Linked DNA regions of Sus scrofa: regions 1 and 2 are each linked to region 3. Evidence: chromatin contacts called from public HiChIP or PLAC-seq data. All regions are on one chromosome and are shown on one strand. Each heading gives the region's core, a stretch centred on a gene start, on an enhancer-like site or on the middle of the called end of the contact. The rest is flanking DNA. Distances are from core to core; before and after follow the strand shown. Region 1 overlaps GSE1 (genetic suppressor element 1). Region 2 overlaps GSE1 (genetic suppressor element 1). Region 3 overlaps GSE1 (genetic suppressor element 1).

The links. HiChIP or PLAC-seq counts read pairs in DNA pulled down with a chosen protein or histone mark.
Region 1: a contact with region 3 is called in an H3K27ac HiChIP or PLAC-seq map of skeletal muscle, with 4 times the contacts expected there. The contact joins two enhancer-like sites. A contact is called at or near these places in 1 of 47 Hi-C or Micro-C datasets (embryonic fibroblasts) and 1 of 2 datasets of contacts at active chromatin or transcription factors (skeletal muscle).
Region 2: a contact with region 3 is called in an H3K27ac HiChIP or PLAC-seq map of skeletal muscle. The contact joins two enhancer-like sites. A contact is called at or near these places in 1 of 5 promoter capture datasets (liver), 3 of 47 Hi-C or Micro-C datasets (fetal liver, liver and skeletal muscle) and 1 of 2 datasets of contacts at active chromatin or transcription factors (skeletal muscle).

The regions. Positions count from the first base shown.
Region 1 is chr6:3,496,419-3,500,222 of Sscrofa11.1, reverse strand. All of the region lies in intron 2 of GSE1 (genetic suppressor element 1), which reads left to right. Among named protein-coding and RNA genes, the nearest start is that of GSE1, 160 kb to the left of the region's middle. Within about 2 kb of position 2,547, at least 4 of the 83 cell types and tissues checked have an H3K27ac peak or open chromatin away from gene starts, as enhancers often do. A contact at or near this core is called in skeletal muscle, where this site is marked.
Region 2 is chr6:3,468,530-3,471,985 of Sscrofa11.1, reverse strand. The region is part of intron 2 of GSE1 (genetic suppressor element 1); the gene reads left to right. Among named protein-coding and RNA genes, the nearest start is that of GSE1, 190 kb to the left of the region's middle. Within about 2 kb of position 1,990, at least 17 of the 83 cell types and tissues checked have an H3K27ac peak or open chromatin away from gene starts, as enhancers often do. A contact at or near this core is called in skeletal muscle, where this site is marked.
Region 3 is chr6:3,282,540-3,286,026 of Sscrofa11.1, reverse strand. All of the region lies in intron 2 of GSE1 (genetic suppressor element 1), which reads left to right. Among named protein-coding and RNA genes, the nearest start is that of GINS2, 66 kb to the right of the region's middle. Within about 2 kb of position 1,791, at least 12 of the 83 cell types and tissues checked have an H3K27ac peak or open chromatin away from gene starts, as enhancers often do. A contact at or near this core is called in skeletal muscle, where this site is marked.

The sequences.
Region 1 (3,804 bases), core at 1,298-3,797, 210 kb before region 3:
CCTGTTGGGGTGCTCTGTGGGTTCCTTCCAGAGGCTGCTCTGCTCCCACCGGGAAGCCTCCTTTCTTGCTGGTACTTATTCCAGGCTTTTGGGGACCACTGGTCCAGCGGGGAGGGGAGGGGAGGACAGGACTAGCTGGGCGGGGTGGGGACCAAGACTCAGCGCATCTCCCATTTCCCTGCCGGGGGGACCCCACCTTCCCCTGCTCTCGTCGCCACCAAGGCAGCGGCTACCGTGGACAAGTCCTGTTCCTGGAAGAGTCCAGTTCTTGGAAGTTCCTCCTGCTGCTGTAAAGCCTAAGTCCGGCAGCCTTTCGTATCTTATGGTTCTGGAGGCCAGAAATCCAACACGGGTCTCCCGGCTCACATCAAGGTGTGGGCAGAGCTGGTGCCCCCTGGAGGCTCCAGGCGAGAATCTGTTTCCCGGCCTTTTCCAGCTGCCGGCGGCGGTGCCCGCATCCCTCGGGGCGTGGCCCCTCCTCCACCTGCCAAGCAGCGGCGCTGCATCCCTCTGCCCTGCTTCTGTGGCCACAGCGCCCTCCCGATGCTCCCTGCCCGCTTCTGCACCAGGACCTGTGATTGCGGGGCCACCTGCACAGTGCAGGATCCGAGCTCGTCTCAAGGTCAGCCGACCAGCAGACGCCGCTCCCCCGTGCCGTGTCAGGGAGCATCCTCACAGGTTCCCGGGGTCTGGACATGGACGTCTTTAAGGGCCATTATCCCGCTGACCACGCCGTCCTTACGAATTAGTTGTGTTAGGACAAGCACCGCCGGCTGCTGTAGCAGGTACTCCTGAGCCCACTGTGCTTCCTGGTTGGGTGACATGGGGTCCCAGCTTCCCTTTAGCTCATGGCTCAGCCAGGTCATAGCTCCCAGCGTTTCCTGATTCCATCACCAGCAGAGACGGGGAGGAAAACACGAGAAAGCCACTGGACACACACCCACCTTGGCCGTGAGGCCTTGAGGTGACCCATATTCTTCCATTGGCCTGAAGAGGCCCACTGGCGATGGAAAGGAGCTGGGCAGTGACAACTGTCCACTACAGGGGGGCCCGGGCATGGTGGAGGGTTTGCCGTCGCTGGCCCGGCCGGCCAGCCCACCGAACGGATCACCCACTGGTCCGTGAGCTTCAAGAACTGGGTCTGAGTCTGTCCTGCTGCACCTGCACGCCCTCCCCGGGTCCCTCTGTGCTCCTTCTGGGAGAAACGCTGGGAGTTCTCATCCTCGGGCAGGTGTGGGAGTGTGAGGACCAGGCCTGGCTGCCAGCAAAAGGCCAGCTTACCCTCTGGGGCTCTGCGGGCCAGGCTGAGGCTTTGCCTGGGGTGGCCTCTGTGTGCCCTCTCTGCTTCCTCATCCTGGCCCGTGCCCATGCCCTGGGGCTGCTTCGCCTTACCAATCACTCAGTGCACATCGTTGTCTGCTGCTGCGAAGCCACTGGGGACAGTGCATCCCCTAGAGCCGATGGCTCAGCTCAGCTGCCTGTGCCCTCTGCCCACTGCGTCACCAGCCTCTGCCTGGGCTCCCTGGCTCCGCGGATGTGGGGGGACTTTGCTGCAGATGCTGTAGCTCAGCCAGCGCTCCCAGGAAGGGGCCCCCAGAGTCAAGCTGCCAGCACTGGGGATCAGGCAGCTTCTCAGAAGCTGAGCCCCTCAGACCTGTGCTGAGTTTTTGGAGCTGGGGGGCGGGGGGTTACCCCTGGAAGATGCAACCCAAGAGCCGTGAGGACACAGCAGTAGGAGTTTCCTGGACCTTGAACCATGTTAGTTGCTGATGTGCGGTGTCCGTTCTGGGGCTGCTCTGGCTTCTTCCTCCTCTTGTCCTTTGTAGCTCTGTGTTTAAATCAAATCAGTGTTTGTTGGGTGTGGAGTCTAAGTCTTTGGCTCCGGACGGGCACTCCCTCAATTCAAATCTCGGATCTGCTCTGTCTGAGCTTTTGGTGTTAAGCAGACACCCTCTCTGGGCCTCGGTGTCCCCTGCAATCGCCAGGTGGGTCCGAGAGGCTATTCCCGTCCCTTGCTGAGCGCCGTGCCAGGCACCTGGGGATGCGGGAGCTGGCCCTGGCCCCGCCGTGGCTTTTGTCTCTCCTTTGTTGTGTGCAAACGGACTCCCAGCCAGCGGGGTTGGGTCTCCATGGCCAGGAAGGCAGGGCCTCCACTTGGGTACTTGGCTCGGGCCTAAGTCGACCTTGGCACGCCTGGTCTGGAGCGGCGGCTGGTGCCGCGCGCGTTGGCGGCAGGCGCTGGGAGGACGCCTGTGCCCGCGGCCAAGCGGCAGCTGCTCAGAGGGCACGGGGGCCGGGTTTGGCTGCAGCTCCCCCGGCCCGCTTCCCAGCTGGATGGAGAGGCTCTTTGGGCGGTTGACGGGGCCCCCCTGCGCCCATCAGCCCTCCCTTCCCTTGTACGTCTCCAGCCAAGCTGGGACCCCAAGTCTGTTTTCTCTCCAACCTGTGAGTGTTTATCTTCTCGGCAACTTCTTGGAACAGAGGGGAGCGCAGAGCTTGCAAGTCGGGGCAGGAGGCTGAGAAGCTCAGCGAGCCCAGGAGGCTCTTGGCTGGGCAGCTCCTCTTCCCCCGGGAGCCTCTGAGCGTGGAGCGGGGACGCGCCGTGCTGGGCCTGAAACCCCTTCCCACCCTGCTCCTCCGCTGCCAGGGTTGGTGGCTTTCAGCTGGCCCCTGGGCTGGTGTGTGACTCTTTGGTTCCTCTGACTGATTCAGATTTCCATGACCTGAAAAAGAAAAGAGAACTCAGGTGGTTCAGTACAATGAACTGAGCGCTGACTCACGTGACGTGCAAAATGGCACGAAGGGGAGTTCCCATTGTGGCTCAGTGGCTAATGAACCCAATTAGGACCCATGAGGTTGCAGGTTCGATCCCTGGGCTCACTCAGTGGGTTAAGGACCTGGTGTTGCCTTGAGCTGTAGTGTAGGTCACAGATGCAGCCTGGATCCTGCATTGCTGTGGCTGTGGTGTAGGCCAGTGGCTATAGCTCTGATTAGACCCCTAGCCTGGGAATCTCCATATGCCATAGGAGTGGCCCTAGAAAAGACAAAAAGACAAAAAAAAAAAAAAAAAAAAAAAAAGTCATGAAGGTAAAAGCAACTGTTTAGACCCGGCCAAGTGGCTGGCCAGCGGGTCTGTTTGCCCTTCATGCTCATTTCTTTCCAAATAAGTTTGTGATGAAAACTTCAGGCAGAAAAGAAGCAATCAGCTGAGCCAGAGAAATGATTGTTCCGGGGCTCAGGGTCGGGTATCTCGGGACTGGTGTCAGGGACCCCTGGGAGCAGGAACCGGCAGAGACCACCCCCGCAAGGGCTGCTGCTCTTGGGCCCACCTGTCTGCCAGCCCGGCCCTAGCCTGCACCCACCCAGCACCCTGCTGTCCCCTTGACCAAATTCAAGCTGGCACATGCAGAAGCTGGAGCTTGCAGGACTCTGGCTGTCATGGTACCATATGCATCCGGCTGGCTCAAAGAGCATCATCTGAAAGACCCTCCCTGTGGGCACACCACCTCTCACCCATGACCTTCTAATTCAGAGCAAGAAGCATCTGAAAACTGGGGATCCCTCCCAGCAGCCCACTCTGTTTGTGTCTGCAGCACGGTTGCCTGTTCACACATCCGTCTCTGCCTCTACCCCGCTGCTCTCGTCTGTACCCTGTTCACCAGTGTTTACTGAATACCCACCATGTGCCAGAGACTGTGCTGGGCAGCATGTGTGATGCCAGGTGGTGACAGGGGCCATGAAGCAAAATAGGGCAGGAGATCACGGAGAGGTGAGGGTGGCAACGGTAGGCGGGCTGCTCCCAGA
Region 2 (3,456 bases), core at 741-3,240, 190 kb before region 3:
CTGTGGCTCTGGCTTCGGGTCGGGCACCGTGCCCAGGCCTCACCGCAGTGGCTCGGAGCCTCCTTTCCCGCCAGGGCTCCCAGGGCTTTCCATCTTTGGACTCTCCCTTCATATGCGCGCCCTCCCTGCCCACGCTCCCCAGGGGCCTGCCCGGAGCAGCCCCTCAGTCAGCCTGCCAGCCTCCTCCCGGCTTCCTGCGGCCCCGCTGCCGCCCTGCCCTGGCCTCAGCCCTTTCCCAGCCCGCCCCGAGCAGAGCCAGCCCAGAATAGATCGGGCGAGAGAGGAAAACCGCAACCGCCCAGGCTCCGCAGACGGGAGGCTGCGGTGTCCTACGGGATGGGGGGTGGGGGCCACCCCAGACGGCGTTTGAGACCCCCGGCCCGGGGCCCCAAGGGCTGGCCGGCGGTCCCCAGGCTCCGTGTGTCTGCTGAGCTCCGAGGTGCTCAGGGTTCCCCACCCCACCCCCCAGCTTCCTTCCTCTAGAATGTTCTCTCAGATGTTAATAGGGCCGTGGAGAGCATCCTTGCAGACCCAGGCGGCCTGTTCCCAGCCTCAGGCTGCCCTGCTGGCTCACTCCTTGTCGCAAAACCCACTCAGATCCCATGAGAAGAAGGTGGGAGGGAAACCTCCCTGCAGCTGCCAGCCTCCCCCAGGCCCCTGGGCGATGAGGGAGGGGTGGCTAGAGCGGGGCCTCTTCCATGCCAGCTCGGGCAGTGGGGGGCCAGCGACTTGGGAGAGGGCGGGTGAACCTTGTTTTAAGAGACAGGAAATATTCGGCCACAGGCTCTCACGGAGGGAGACAGGTCCCGGCTTGAACTCCAGGATAGAGCCGATGCATAGCAACCAGGATGCAAAACACTCCCCACCCCCGGCACCCACTTTCAGGACGAGGTGGGAGGCGCCGCTGTCCTGGGTGCCTGGGCGAACTGGACGTGTGGGAGCCGCCCCGCCGGCCCCCTCCACTTCTGCGGTCTGCCAGCGCCTTCTGATGCCAAGCCGCTGCCAAAGGCGGGCTGCCCACCGCCAGGCGCCAGCGCAGGAAATCAGTTGGCCCAGGCCCCACGGCGCCTTCCTTTCCCCAACTTGGAAAGGGGGCGGCTCTGCGCGCTCCAGGGCATCCGGGCCACGTCCAAGGTCTCCCCGGGTCAGACTGAACGTCCAGGGGCCGCCGGAGCAGCACGGGGACCCCTTGGAAGTCACGGTCCTGCCGGGACGCGAACCAGGGGTGCGTCAGAAGAGGCCGCATCTGGAAGGCCTTAGCGCTGGGGGCCCCCCAGGAGGCTGCTGTTTCCTGTCTGGGGCGGGGAGTGCCCTCTCCGGAGAGCCTGTGACCCCACCAGGCTTGGGACCATCTGGCAAGGGAGACAGAGAAAGAGAGGGCGTGGGGAACAGGAAATCAAAAGATGGGAGAAAGCCCCCCCCCCAGCGATGACGGGGGAATCAGGGGGTGCAAAGGGGGAGACGACAACACTCCCTGGGCCCCCCCTCGGTCCTGATCCCCCAAGTCTGGCCCGGGAGGCAGGGAGGAAGTGAGGCTTGGTTTCGCTCTCACAGGGCCGGGGTTCAAAGACCTCAGCTGCCGGCAAAGGGAGGTTTCTTTCCCCTTTTCCCAAATGGGGACGTAAACACAGCTGAGAGAGGCAGAGTGCTGGATCCAGGGTCACACAGCACAGCCCACTGGCTGGAGACCCCTGGCCCTCCGCCTTCATAGACACACACACCCCTCTGTGCCCACCCCTGGTGCAGGTACTGTGCTCCCCCTCCCCCACCGCAGGCAGGTGCATGGCATTGGGGTCCCCTTGCGCTGTCCCTGCCCCGGAGCACGTGGTCCTTGGTGACCAAGGCTTGGGGAGGGGCTGATTCTGTAGCCGAGGGCTCCTCCCAGCTTCTGGAGCTGTCACATCCGAATTCACAAGGTTCCAAAGTCACCTTCCGGGCAGGGAGCCTAGGTTTCTGACTCAGCCCCGGGCCTCCCTGGAGCTTCTGGCAGCGCGGGCGGCACCACCTGCCGTGGGAGCGGCCATCTGGCCCCGCTCAAGGACACCCGCCAGCCTCACACCTTGGTCGTCTTCCCAACTGCTTCTCTGGGGACCTGCTGGCCTCAGGGATTGAAATGACGTGGGAAGGGGGCCCCACCTGCAGTCTGATTTCAACTCAGGCGTCTCCCCTGGGAGCCCTCGCAGAGGGAGGCAAGAGGATTCCAGAAGCAGATGAGCGCCGAAAAGCTGGGGCCTGCCCTTGGCCCTGCTTTTCCAAAGTCCTGAGGCCCACCCTCCACCGCACAGACCACTTAAGTCGGACTCTCAGGGTAGGGGTTCCAGGCCGTGGTGCATTTTCAGGGCTTCCAGGTGATTCTCTGCTGCCCAGTAGACGCCTCTCGCTCTGCATCCCAAAGTCTCTGGGGTTCAGACCCAGCCAAGTGGTGTCACCTCTCCACCCCTTGGTGTTCACTTCTGCAAAATGGGCCTGATAATAGCCTCCACTCCACGGCGTCCCGTCCCGTCTGTCTTTGCAAACATCATTGTACCTTCTGTTGTGTCTGTAGCGTGGGGCCACGTCTGCCACCTGCGGCCGTGGCAAGACTGGATCAAGGCGCCGCCCGTCAAGGCTTCCGGGTCTAAAGCCACTAAACAAATACCGGATCCTGTCCTCTCAGGCAGATCGCTGCGGGACCTGGCACCTCAGCGTCCCAGCTGTAAAAATGGGGACACACCTCAGCGTCCCCGGCTGTAGCAATAGGCTCGAATTGAGAGGCTGAGCTTCCTGAAACTGTGGCAGCAGAGCTCACGGGGGAACCCAGAGCTCACAGCCAGTCCCGGGTTCCTGGGCCAGTGGACAGTTGTCCCTTTCTGGTCACTTGATCCTGCCCCGGGGAATGTGTGTGGAGGTGTGTGGGGATGTGGGTGCCTGTTTAGGTGGGTGGGGCTGTGTGCACGTGTGGACATACGTGCGATTGTGGCATGTATGCATCCTCACATGGTGTGTAACGTCCGTGTGCGTGTGTGAGTGTGTGCTTTCATGCCTACCTGGTGGTGGTGTGCACTGCTGTGTGCATACACGCCAGTGTGTATTTGCATTGTGTGTCCACGTATGTCAGTGTGTACCATCTGACTGGAGTAATAAATACACAAGTGCAGGTGGGTGTGCATTGCGTGGGTCTGTGCATGCGTGTGTGTGGTGCCCTGGGGAGCCTTCAGAGTAGCATCTGGCTGCCCCCAACCCCAGCAGGACCCCACGCACCCTTGGAAAGACCAGCTTCTTTTTTTGGGGAGGGGGGCGGTTTCGGGCCATACCTGCACCATGTGACAAGTCCCAGGCTAGGGGTCCGATCAGAGCTGCAGCTGCCAGCCTACCCCACAGCCACAGCAACGCCAGATCCGAGCCACATCTGTGACCTACACCACGGCTTGTGGCAACGTCGGATCCTTAATCTGCTGAGCAAGGCCAGGGATCGAA
Region 3 (3,487 bases), core at 542-3,041:
GCCCGGGTCTCTGCTCGGGTGACCCCGGCCTTGTTAGGGCTGCCGGAGCATCGCCCCTTTTGGGGGGCGGCGGCGCGGAGGCCCCGAGCCGGGGGACGCCCTGTATTTGTTCACAAACATTTCTTTCTGCGGTAATGAAAAATTACCAAGAGGGGTGATTAGAGAATGCAAGTCCAGATTGCACACGCCGGCCTGAAAGTGAGGCCCTGCTGGGCCCGGCCTCGTGGGGTGTAATTACCCGGGGGGGAGGGGGGCTGTCAGGGGAAGGGGCGGATTGGTGCTTGAACCGGGAGCCAGCAGAAAATTCATCTCAGCTATTAGCTTGTAATTACAGAGCATGGAGGGAGCGGGCCTGAGGTCTGGAGCCGCGGAAGAGCGGGATGAAAGGAAGCCGTAATTACGGGATCCGCGGGAGGCTGGAGGGAGGCCGCGGCGTGCTGATTAATAACGCCCTCCGCCGGCCGCCGAGGGGGGAGCGCGGCCGGCCCCCCCTCTTAAGTCCTGCTGTTCGGAGCGTTTGGCCAGCGGGGACCCGATCGATCGGGGTCTGTTCAGAAGAACCCCGGACGGGGCGGGTTCTGGAAAAGCGTCCGCCGTGCCTCCAGCCCGGCGCGCCCTTCGGAGTGGATTTGTCGTCTTCGCTTTTTTTTTTTTTATATAAGCTTTGTGCTGCTGCTGGCCGTGAGAGGCCTGGGCAGGGAAGAGAACCCAGGATTCAGGAAGGACACCAGACTTTGGTAGATGGACAGTTAAGGCGAGGGCCTCCCTGGGCCGTCCTGGGGCCAGAGGTCATTGCTTCTTAGACTGTGGGCATCCGTGCGACGAGGGGCCAGGTTGGTTTGTGGGTACCGTTGGCCTGGCAGCGTTCCCTCTCCCCCTGCCCTCGGCCTCGGGCACAGGGCAGGGGCTCCCGCCTCCCCGTGTCTGGCTGTGGCTGCTGTTTTCTGCTGGGGGGTCGAGCAGGCAGGCGATGGTGGTGGCAGGAGGCGCCTGTCCAGGGCTGAGCACGTGTGGTGCCCAGGAGGCCACCTGAGCTCCACGTGTGGGGGCTGGTGCCACAGAGAGGGAGCCGTGTCGCCACCCCAGCCCCCCAGGCCTCATCCATCACGGGCCCTCCTCCCGGCCAAGCCTGTTCCCAGCTGTTAGGATAATGAATTTACATGAGCTGATAATGCAGACAAGAGCTCAGTGATGGCCGGGAGCACAGAAGTTAATAAATACCTCTCTAAAGCGGGGGGGGGGGGGGGGAGCCGGGGGGGGGGGGCGTCAGTGCTCCTGCTTCTCAGCTTCCTGAGGTTACCAGGGCCATCTCAAGGCTCCCCCGCCCCTGGGGCCTCCATGGTCACGTATGGCACCTGCCTGGCCTCTGCAGAACACCTCTGTGGGGGAGGCCGGGCCAGCCTACCTGGGCAGGGCTGGGGGACAGACTGTCCCCCAGCCCTGCCCTGGAGTGACGCTGAGCCTGTGAGGGGCGTGAGGCCACAGAGGTGGGTGTGGGCCCCCGACGACGGTGACCTGTGCGGGGTCTCTGGGTCCCCCGCATTTGGCCTTTGTCCTTCTGCATCCCAGGTGCGAGGGGGCTGTCCCCCCAGCTGGGCTGCCTGTGGTCCCGCAGCCCCCACCACCCCTCCCCAGCCCGCCAGGGCTCGCCTGCTGAGGAGGAATGCTAATTTTAGACTCCCCTAACAAAGCTGCTCATTTGGAATTCTATTTTAAGTGACCTGACATCAGCAGAGCAGCTTTCCTGCTCAAAGCTGCTCCAGAGCCCACGGCTGACACCACGGCAGGGACGCTGGCTTTGGGGGACCCCCCCGGGGCCGAGGGGTTGTCTGTGGGGCGTTGCAGGCCTCTGGTGGGGCCTCGGCAGCAGGTGCCAGGCTTTGAAGGCGGGGAGGGAAGGCTCAGAGAGGGTGGGGGTATCCCTGGATGCCAGGAGCAGTGTGACAGTGGCATGCAGGTGGCGCCTGGCCCAGGGAGGGAGGGGACAGAGGGCAGACCTGCCTGTGGGGACCCTGGTCATGGGAAAGGCTGGGGTTACGGGAGAGCATTTGGGGTCCAGCAGGGGCACCCCAGTTCCTTCAGCTCCCTCATCTGGTCAGCAGGGTGCCCTGTGCTCCTGTTGGTTGTACCAGCCTCATGCAGGCAAGTCTCTTTGAGGGTCCCCCGTTTTTAAAAACCGGGTTCACTACAGAAAAACCAGGACACAGGGAAGTAAATAGGCTGGGAGCTCCCTGGTGGTGCAGTGGGTTAAGGACCCAGTGTTGTCATGGCTGTGGTGCAGGTTCAGTCTCTGGACTGAGAACTCCCACATGCCTCAGGTATAGCCAAAAAAAAAAAAAAAAAAAAGGAAAGAAAAGAAAAAAGTAGAAGTGCTAACAAGAAAATTGCTCTTCCTCTGCCAGCTAAAGACCCCACGAGTGACCTTTAGGGACATGTGATGCTCTGGGGTCTGACCCGGGATTTGCCCTGTGGCTGCTCCCCCCTTATTCTAGTACCGCTCCCATCCTGCCCAGCGCTGGCAGCTGGTGGAAACAGCATGTCTGCCCAGGTTGCCAGCTGGCTGGCCTGTCACATGGCCACTGGGTAGTGACCTCACATCTGCTCCTGGGCTGTGGGAGCTGGCCCCCACGAGGTGCAGGAGCTCACTGCCTGCCTCCCCTCCCTGCTCGCCCCCGACCCTCCGTCTCACGGCAGCACACGTGTGTGGGCTGTGGGGCACAGCAGAGCGAGGCCCCCCTCCTGCACCCCCAGAATGGGCCTAGGTCTGGGCCCCGACCAGCTCTATGGGAACAGGACACAGGTGCCGTGTTCAGGTAACCCCAGCCCTGCCGTCGACCACCCGTCCGCCCCTGGGCGCAAGCCTGGGGTCCTCTCTCTGTAACAGGGGCCTGGGGACATCTTTCTCTGTGAGGTGATAGGATTTAAAGGATGGTGGCTGGTCCCCCCAGAAGTGCGAGAAAGGGGAGGCAGGTGGTTGATGGCCTCCGACGGCATCAGAGGGGCCCATTTCGGAGACGGGGGTGGGGGGGTGAAGGTGCAGAGCATTTGCCGAGGGTCGGGCGTCTCTGCGTCCAGGAAGGAGGGAGCAGAGATTGAGAGGCTTGATGCACGGAGGACATGGCGGTGCTCCCTGCACCTGTCAGCTGACGCTGTGGAACAGATGGTCCCACACCTGAGCATGTGTGGATCTGGGGGCAGCTAGCCGGGTGGCCCTGGTTCAGAGTCGGATGCAAACTGTCTCGGGGGCTGGGGTCTCATCTGAAGGCTCCCCTGGGCCTGGAGGAGCGGCTGCCCAGATGGGGCCTCACATGGCTGTTGGCGGGGGGCCTCGGTCCCCACAGGCTGCTGGGGTGTCCTCACAGCCTGGCCCAGGGACCCGCGGGAGTGCAGGGAGGCGGCTGGGAGCCACCGAGAGCCTCCCGGTGGCAGTGTCCAGGCTCCGGCCGTCCTCTGTTGACTGGAGTAGTGGAGAGGTCTGGCCCACATT